2 separate regions of the Mus musculus genome follow, and region 2 is linked to region 1. Evidence: chromatin contacts called from public HiChIP or PLAC-seq data. All regions are on one chromosome and are shown on one strand. Each heading gives the region's core, a stretch centred on a gene start, on an enhancer-like site or on the middle of the called end of the contact. The rest is flanking DNA. Distances are from core to core; before and after follow the strand shown. Region 1 has its middle 220 kb from the start of Gm33236. Region 2 overlaps Bcl11b (B cell leukemia/lymphoma 11B).

Region 1 (5,051 bases), core at 2,298-4,797:
AGTGTTTGCACACTAGATAGCAGAGAGGAGATGCTGATCTGATTGCTGTTGGCTATCGGAAGCAAATGCTAACAAGAGCAAGCACTGTAATTTACTGGAGCTGTCTACACTGCACGTTTCTGGTGCTTTTCAGCTTTATTTAAGCCTCATAAAGAAACTAAGAGATAAATCTCTTACGCCTTAAATGGTGGTATGGACTATGTGAAGTGCTGTGTTCAAGAGCACAATGCAGTAGCAGTGGATAAATGGAAGGATGCCCTGTCCCCTCGTGATGCTGTATAAAGAATATCTTCCCAAGGATGCTACACATTTCTTGTCTCATGTCACCGCCCCTCTCTGTTCTCTTGCCATGCATGACTTTGGGGACATTATATCTTTAAGCCCTCCCCCCCCCGTGACACAAACTTATAAGCCCTCCCTCACAATAGAGTTCACGATGCCTGAGTGTCTGCAGATGCCACAGCTTTCATGATGACCAAGAAAGGTAGGCATCCCTTGGCTGTTTATTATATAGTGGGACACATTAAACAAAATAAAAATGTTTCATACATGAACAAAAGATTCGATATGGCAGCCATTCCTTCCCAAGCTTCAAGGAGTAGCTTATGCTTAGGCCTTGAATGTGAGGTTAGATAAGATTTAAAAGGACAGTATAAAAGCAAAACACAGCAAATGATCCCAATTTGTTAACTCACAAACTCACCCACATGGCCTTAGCGAAAAACAAAACAAATGGGCAACACAGCCACGTCAGAAACACACACACTGAAGTTATCATAGGCTCAGGAGCTACACATGATTTTTTTTAAATGGGGTGTTATTTTATTATTTTCTAAAGTTTCTATAATGAGCACATATTAAATGCCCTCCTTTAATAAGGAGAAACATGTACTTTAAGCAGCACCTCTGGCTCTCAAGACAGGTTCACTCTTAACGAAGACCATTTGATTCATCCCATCTCATTTTCTACATTCTGTGCTAAATAGACTATTTTGAGGTTCATCTTCCCATAGCCCCTGCTGCTTCTGTTAATTCTAATGACACCATCAGTGATCATCAGGACACCCCGGAGGGGCTGTGGGAACAAGTCTCCAACAGGCATGACACGAGGTCATGTGGAAAGGAAAGAGATATCGGTGACTTTCTAGTTCCCCTGTGACCAGACTAGCTTTTCCTTGAATGACGAGTGTGCCTGTCAGTAGCCACATGTACATTCTGACAGCCCATGAAGCTGATCTTTTATAGAGTAACCATTTCCTATTTTAAAGGAGAAAAATGCTAGTATATTTTATAGCGAGCAATTTCAACACCAAAACCCAAAGACCTTGTTATGGGGAAGTGAGTTAGGTATTGACGAAAGATTTCTTTAAAGAGGGGTTGACTCTCTCTGTCCCTTTTTCTGGCAACTTTTGAAGTAGTTGCTGAGGATTTAAATCGCCTCTTTTGGAAAAGGGAGCTAGAATTTCGCTTCATGGTATGCCCATGCAGCACGAATTCTGACAAATCTTTGTGCTAGAGGACGTGCTCAAAATTAGAATTGTTGTTCCCCAATGTCAGTGCAGTTCTTGGCTTTTCTAACATGATAAGGGAGCTGGCCCTAACTTCCCCTGTCAAACTAAACTTGACTTTGCTTGAATAGTGTCTCAAAAGTCCCCTCTATTAGCCATGTATGTGATGACTGTGGCAAAATGCCGGACAATGTAAGAAGGAGAGTCTCACTTCAGCCCATGGCTTCAGAGACACTTCAACTGGAGGCATGGCAGAGGAGCCCCAAGGCAGCAGAAGTCTGGAGAGGAAGTTCTCCAAATGTTGGTGGACCAAGAAGCAGAGCATATGGCCAGGCTATTTATAGCCAGGCCCTGCCTCTACAGCCTTAAAGGTAGAGACACAGCTGTATTCAAAACATAATCCTGTTAAGGACATCTTGGGTTGAAGCCATTATATCTCCTGGACATCCAGTAAGACTAGAGGGGTTCAGAAACATTGATAGGATTGGACCACTGCTGGGGCTGGTGATCCACTCTGGTCTGATTGGCTTTTATTCCTTTGGTTTTAGGATTTATTTATTTATTGTATTTTATGTATCTGTGTCTGTGCACTGTGTGTATGCCTGACACCCAAAGATGTCTGAAGGGGGCATCAGAACCCCAGAAAATGGAGTGAAGGACTGTTGGGAACCACCATGTTGGTGCTTGGAACTGAACCAGGGTACTCTTCAAGAATAGCAGGCCGTCTTAACTACTGAGCCGTCTCTCCATGCCCCAGAATCACTCTTTCCATATATATCTTTGCATATGAATATTTTTATTTGAGAACATAATTCAGTTAAAATCAGGTTGCCAAAGGAGGGAATTCTGTTATGTCTATAGGAACCACACTTGTGGGAGGGACAGGAAACAGAGAAGCAACGATCATGGAACGTGAGGTTGGGATGTGCCCCTGTCCACTACACTGGAGGACCTATGTGAAGCTAGCAATCCTTCAAACTTTTTAACAGCGCTGCTAGCCATGATGAAATGTGTCAATATGATACAGTTAGCCATGAACTAGGCAACAGATGATAACAGTCTCTGTACCCCAGAAAGGTGAGAGCAGTTGACCACTGATGGTAGCTCTCTGTCTCTGTCTCTGTCTCTGTCTCTGTCTCTGTCTCTGTCTCTCTCTGTCTCTGTCTCTCTCTGTCTCTCTGTCTCTCTCTCTCTCTCTCTCTCTCTCTCTCTCTCTCTCTCTCTCTCTCTCTCTCTCTCACACACACACACACACACACAGAGTCAAAGAGAGCATGGTCCCTAAGCAGGCTCAGAGTGCAGAATGAGTCTAAAAGGTACTTTTGGTTTTTCCATTACACCCAGCAATCGACTCTCATGATAAATCATGGATTTGGGACATAGATGCAGCTCAGCTTTCCCTGAGAGATCAGAACTGCCATACAGCTGCCCCCTGACGTTTTGCTGGGAGGAGCAGGTGGAAGCGATGGCAAGTTCAGACCCTTGCTTCTCCTTCATCTTGAGGCAGTGGTCTGTACTTCAGATTCCAGAGGACGGTTTCCATTTGAACTGAGGAAAATCATTTTTGTGTCTTGAGAAAGTTTTGGATTTTTTTTCCCCTTCCTTTGGTCAGGAAGGACTTTAGAGGCCACTGTGAAAACCTAGGAAAAAAATAAAAAAGACACTTTTATGAAAGCTATCCATCAAATGTCAAGGATAATAATCAATTTTCTGTCACAATGGACTGATAAAAACTTTCAGTAATAATGTCATGGGGGAAGAATTTGTGTCAGAACTCAAAACGCGGGGCCCCGATATCAAACGATTTCATAAAAGCCCAGTACTGCTGTAGCCCTCCGAGGCATGACAAAATACAATTTCTCATCCACGGGATACAGAATAATTCCCCTTTTTTATTTTTACACTCAGAAAGGCAAAAGGAAATCTGACTTTCAAAAAAATATATATATGACACAATCCGGCTTCTGCAGGCAGGTGAGAAGTGATCACCCCGGCCGACGATATCAGACACCATTCTAGTGATTCGGCTAGCATCATGCAAATGGCTGCATAATGCCGGCTCCTCTCGCAATGTACAATCAAATCAGCATTCTAACACTACAAGCCGGTGATGAGCTTGTGAATAAATATGCAGGAGCACATAAAAAAAATCAAGGCAATCAAGAGGAGCCCGCGTCCTCACTCGGACCTATAAATCTTTGTCTATTTCAATCCTAAGGCCGGCCGAATCAGTGTAAAATCCAGAGGGGGTGTCATCAATTCCGGTTAACCTCTCTATTCCTCTTTGTGTCGGCTTAGGGGTGATGGATTGGTTTTGTCACTACTGCTCCGTTCACAGTATGTTAACATGGAAGGGTGCAGACAGGTTATGAGGAGAGGTGAGAGCTGCCCCAGACTTGACCCTTGCTCCCACACATCTGGGAGACCACAGGGGAGTACTGTATCTCTTTGTGCATGCAGGAGGCTCAGCCCATGGACCACACATGAACTTCCCTGGCATCTAGTCGTGGATTGCTGTTTTGGAGTTAAAACAGGGTATACTGGCTAGGTTTCTACTGCTGTGGTAGACACTCTGACTGAAAACAACTCAGAGGTTGGAGGGTTTAGTTCACGTTACAGCTCTTGGTCTATCATGCAGGGAGGTCAGAGCAGAAACTCAAGGCGGAACCCTGAGGCAGGAACTAAAGTAGAGGCCCTGGGTGAATGCTATTTCCTGGCTTGCTCCTGACTTCATCAATTTGTTTCCTTATATAGCCCAGGACCACCTGCCGAGGGATGACATCCTCTACAGCGGACAGAGCTTGCCCACATCAATTATCAATGAAGAGAATGCCCTGCAGGTTTGCCTACAGGCCAGCCTGAGGGAGGCAGATTCTCAGGTAAGTTTCCTGCTTCTCAGACGACTCTAGCTTAGTCAAGTTGACAAAACAAAACAGACAAACAAACAAACAAAGCCTAACTAAGACACAGGACTGTTGAGTGAGCTTTCAGTAGATGGAGACTGGGGCAATGGAAGAGAATGGCTAGAAGCCCAGATGCCTGACTGGCCCAGGGCATAGCTGCAATTCTCTGTGTTTCCCTTCCCAAGCCACGATTGTTCACCCAGTACTACTGAATTCCTCCACATTCCAGACAGAGCATGGAAGGACACTCCAGTTCCCCTGTGGCAACACCTGATGAGTTAGATCTGCACAAGGTACGCACCTATTGACCAATGAAGCAAGAGTGACCTGTGTGCTCTCATAGCCCAGGCAGGTCATGAGCTGATAGACCTAAAAGAGGAATCTTGAAGCAATCCCAGCTCTGCCATGTTTAATGAAGCACCGTTGACCACAGTCACAATGTAGAAACCATCCAACTGTCTGTGGATGGGTACATGGCAAATGAAAATGTGGTGTCCACACTGAAGAATATAACCCAGCACTGCCAGAGGAGAGAAACCAAATGTGCAGATGTGAACGAGACGTGACGGCACTGTAGCTAGCAAGGTAAGCCCCACAAAACCTGAAAGGCCACACAAACTTGTTTCATGTGACAGATGCT
Region 2 (4,476 bases), core at 1,360-3,859, 550 kb before region 1:
GGGAAAGGGGTGGGGGTTGGGCAAGCCGAAAGGCCACTCCTGGGGGGAGGGTCCGTCCTTCCAGTTTCCATTCTTGCAACTTTTGCTTTGGGCTTGGGGGTGGGAGCATCGAGTCGTAGCCGCTCGGATCCGCTCCTACTGAAGTTGCAGTGCGGGTTTCCGCAGAGCGCGCCGAAGTCCCAGACTCCTTTTTTCCCCTTCTTTCCTTTTATGTGCCCCTTCCTCCACCCCTACCTCTACCCCGGCACCTTGGCGGCCCCAAGTCCAGCCGCAGTCCAGCAAGCACACCGCTGGCTCCCCGCCAGCCTCTTTCCCGGGCTGCAGGAGAGGGATGGAGGCGGGGACCCAAGGTCAAGGGCGGGAAGGCCGCCTGCCTTGCGGCCCTTTGTGCACAGGCCGCCCCTCCCCCCACCGCTCTCCCCCTCTGCCCACCGTGACTGCGCCAAGTCGAGTGACCCCTGACTAGGGGGATTGTATTTCAGAAGCTGCTGGAAGCTGCCATTGGCCTCTTCCCTGAAGCCGCCACTGCGAGGGGCAGATCTCACAGCCCTTGTGACTTTTGTCCTGGCTCCTGGGGCCACTCAGGGACCCTCTCCCCCGCTCTCACTTTTGCGGACGTCGATCAGATGGGATCTTAAGCTCACCTTGGCCTAAGGATCCAGGTGAGCCCGGAAGGCCGGGGCCTGAGTTCTCTCCTGCAAACTTGAGTTCCTGCAGGGCAGCCAGGCTTGCCCCATAGTGGGAGATCAGGACCTCTTGTTTCTTTGAAACACTCGGGGACAAAAGTTTTCTCAATTGTGCGGGAATGGGACCCGCCACTGGGGTCGATCGGAACGCATAGGATTACTGGGAATAGAGTCAGCTCCCTAATCAACCTTTGCCACTTCTCTTACCACACCGCTAGAGAGAATTTGTATGCAAATGTTATCTTGCTAGAATTTCTGGTCCTGTGTCTTAAAAGTTGGCCTCGTGGTTGAAGCTCTCCCAGAGCTGGAAAAACAGTACCCAAAAACCGTGTGTTGTTTGCCTGTGAATTTGCCTTACCTGAGACATCGTTTGCAGCATAGGATTGGGCCCAATTCTCTGTTCTCCATTTTTCAGAAATAGGTCTGAGCTAGACTGAATCGATACATTATAACAGTAGGTAGGCAAGGTGGTTTAAAAAATGTGTGTCCACGTGCACTTAAAGTTTGGGCCTGATGGTAGGCTGTGCCTTCTGCCCTGTCTGGGTTCTGTGTCAATAATACCTTCCTGGTATTTTGAGAGAAAGTTGATCTTCAAAAGAAAAAAACAAAACAAAAAAACCAAAACGCACAGGTTTAGCTAATCCAAACTTGGAGCAACTGGCTTTTCTGATGGAGTCTAAAGGTACTTGTCAATTTATTTGTTGAAAAGCCTTGGGGAGGAGTAAGTCCTTCTCTGGAACGGAAACCCGCCAGTCCTGGACAGGAAGGGTTTCTCTCTGCCCGAACTTGCTCCTGGATTTCTCAGACGTCCATTTATGACAGTTCCAACAAGACAGAAACTGCCTTTGGATATCTGTAAATACGGCTAAAGATCACAACCCTGCCTTCAGAGTGGGCTGGGAGGAAAAGGCCAGTTCTGTGTCGGATTAATAGTTATGTACCTGGGTTCCTTTACAGAAGGAAAGATGAAACACCGTGTGTGTGTGTGTGTGTGTGTGTGTGTGTGTGTGTGTGTGTGTTCTTCCCAGTCAAGGGAGATGAGCATCCAGTGTCTTTGGAGGCTAGGTGTGTGAGAGAGAGGAGGAGGGTTCACAGTTCATACTTAATGGCCACCATCCCAAGGAGAAGGCCAGCTAACCACTTGTGCTTTCCTTACTTTCCTTACTTTGACAACTCAAAAGGAATTTTAAAAATTATACATGATTCTCCCTCACCTCGATTTGAGTTAAGCCTTAAGGCCTCACAGTGGAAGGCTTTCCTCTAGGGCTGATGCATCGAGCACCCCCATCCCCGCCCCTCTTCTATCCCCCCTCCCCCATCCTTCGAGGTAAGGGTGTGTAGATCTTTCTTGCCTCGGTGCCAGTGTTAGAGTGACAGAGCGCTGCCTGGCTATGAGGTCCTGAGCCCTGAGCTGTGTCCTCAGGGCACAGGTGGCTTGGCTTGGCTTTGTTCAGGAGCCGTGTGTGGGAGGTGTGCATAGAAATGGAGCCCTCCGTCAGCTGGATCTCCTGGCAGTTCAGCCACTGGGGTCGGTAGCTGAAGCGGCGGCGCCTGCAACAGCACCCCTGCCCACCCCCTTCACTTTCACTGCTTGGAGAAATCTCCGTGTTCCTGTAGGCTTTCCCACAACGCCGCTCCCCTTGATGGCACTGCTTAGGCATTTGATAAATATTTGTTGCTTTTGGAGCATCAGGTGTTACCTCAGGGTTTAGGCACTGGGGTGGAGTCTGTCTGGGACCTTTGACGCACAGCCTGGCCTATCCTTTAAAGGTCCAGGGCCATCCAGTCCCTCAGCTGATGCCTGTATCTGTAGAATGGGGATGTGTTTTTTTTTTACTAACCAGTCTCCATCTATATAGGAGCATAAGCGAGTGGAGCGAAGCTACGGCTGATTTCATAGACATCATACCAGCGAGACTGTTATTGTTTGGGCCCTGGGGGCGGGGTGACTAATTTGCAAAGAGGAAAGGAATCCAACAGCTGCTTGTATAGGGTGTTGTTTTTAATGCGAAGAGGAAGCATTTGGGGGCTTTGGGGAGAGGCTTACGGCATACCACAAGGAAACGCCCCTCCCCCACCTCCATTCACTTCAGAGGCCCTTCTCTGTAGCTCCCCACTTCCAGCTCCTTATTTTTTGGGAACGTGAAGAGATTCATTATCTTAATACCTAGTGGTGTTGCTGTTACCCTGACCTGAACACCCCAGAACATGTCCTCTTCCCCTCCTGATACTAGGTTCTGGCCGCGGAAGGGTAGGGAGCGAGATGGGGGTGAGGGTGTGTATGTGTGTGTGTGGGTATAGGATACAGACTTGGGTGAAATGTATACAGCAGGCAGCCTTCAAATGTGTAGTCTTGCTCAATGCAGGTGAAAAGGAACTCGGATCTGGCTTTCCTTTCTCTGCCGCCTCAAAGCTCTCAGAAATTAGCATCTGTACCCATTGAGTCCGCAGCTGGTGGCTATGAAATGGTACCTTCCTTCACTAGGGAGAAGCCGGTCTCCAGTGGCCTGCAGGGGGCCAATGTTTTACCTTTTTTTTTTTTTTCTTTCTTCAGTTTTTATATTCAAAGAAGCTTGGTTTCTTTTCCCTCTGCCAATGCTGGGTGACCCGAATCCAAGTTTTAATAATAACCTCTTGCTGGACCCGAAGGCTCCAGGCTAATTCTGCTCTTTAGGTCTGCTGACCTTGCTGTGCATCTGATGTGTTTGTCAGCTTCGGTTTGGGATGGGGTGAATGCGTGTGCACCCTCAGAGTTCCTGTTCCACCCGCTGGACTGGAGGTGGGTGGGTGGGGGATCGCAGATAGAAGTAGAAGACTAGATCTGTACCGTACCGGAGGGTAGGCTTGCAGCCAGGCGTGTGGCACCTGTAATTGAATCCGGACCTGCGTTCCGTGCAGGCCTGCAAGGATGCGAAAGGGAGGTATCGAGGTTCTAGGCTCTCTCTGTGGCTGAATCTGGCATGAAACCGTCTTCTGACTCCGTGGAGCCCAAATGGTGTGTGGAGAAGCCAGGGAGCAGCAGAGAGCCTAGAAGCCCGTGCACGTTCTGTTTGCACGAGTCGGCTCTTGCATCTTTTGTTAGTGGCGGTTCCTTAATTAACCCGCGGATTAGGGCTGCCTTCTTTTGACACGTACATATATTTTGGGGGTATAATATTCTTGTTCTCCTCAAACTCACAACCGGAACCGCTCAGGAGCCTCCCCAGGGAGCTATGGCCTCTTCTCTCCCTCTTGTCTTCCCAGCTTTTCCCTTCCTGTTCCCCTCCTACCCACCCTTCCCTTCAACCCAAGTGGGCTTGTAGCTGAGTGGAGGACGGGCGTGCTACACACAGCTAAATAAATCATGTTTACGCTTGGCGTTCTTGGTAGTGAAAAAGCTGTTGGCTGTTTCCACTTCCGTATTTCTCAGCATTTGCTTCCTACCTGTTTTTGAGTCCGTGCCCAGAAATAGTAGTTTTGTCAAATGAGGGGATAATGCCAGCCAGCCTTCCCTGCTGCCAAAGAAGCTGATGGATTTTGCAAAAACAGAGTGACGTTTTTTTAGTGACACCGATTTCCCCCCCTGCCCCCTCAAAGAAATTAGGGTGTAGAATAAGGGGTATTTAAAATGCACATGGAGCAGGGGAGGGAAGGGGAGGATTCCTAGCTGCTTCTACTCGGGTTTGTAGCAGGCAAGGTTAGAGAAGGAAGGTCTGGGTTTTTGTTGTTCGATTCTCTCAGGGCAGCAGGCACCCGTAGGAGGTGTAGAGGCTGTTCTGAGCCCGGAGGAGAGCTGAGTCAAGCTCTTTTC

Evidence for each region. HiChIP or PLAC-seq counts read pairs in DNA pulled down with a chosen protein or histone mark.
Region 2: an H3K27ac HiChIP or PLAC-seq map of SST interneurons shows a contact between it and region 1, with 5 times the contacts expected there. The contact joins two enhancer-like sites. A contact is called at or near these places in 3 of 115 datasets of contacts at active chromatin or transcription factors (SST interneurons, embryonic midbrain and forebrain).

What each region holds. Positions count from the first base shown.
Region 1 is chr12:107,428,392-107,433,442 of GRCm38.p6, reverse strand. No RefSeq gene overlaps it. Among named protein-coding and RNA genes, the nearest start is that of Gm33236, 220 kb to the left of the region's middle. Within about 2 kb of position 3,547, at least 1 of the 459 cell types and tissues checked has an H3K27ac peak or open chromatin away from gene starts, as enhancers often do. A contact at or near this core is called in SST interneurons, where this site is marked.
Region 2 is chr12:107,975,919-107,980,394 of GRCm38.p6, reverse strand. All of the region lies in intron 2 of Bcl11b (B cell leukemia/lymphoma 11B), which reads left to right. Among named protein-coding and RNA genes, the nearest start is that of Bcl11b, 25 kb to the left of the region's middle. Within about 2 kb of position 2,609, at least 38 of the 459 cell types and tissues checked have an H3K27ac peak or open chromatin away from gene starts, as enhancers often do. A contact at or near this core is called in SST interneurons, where this site is marked.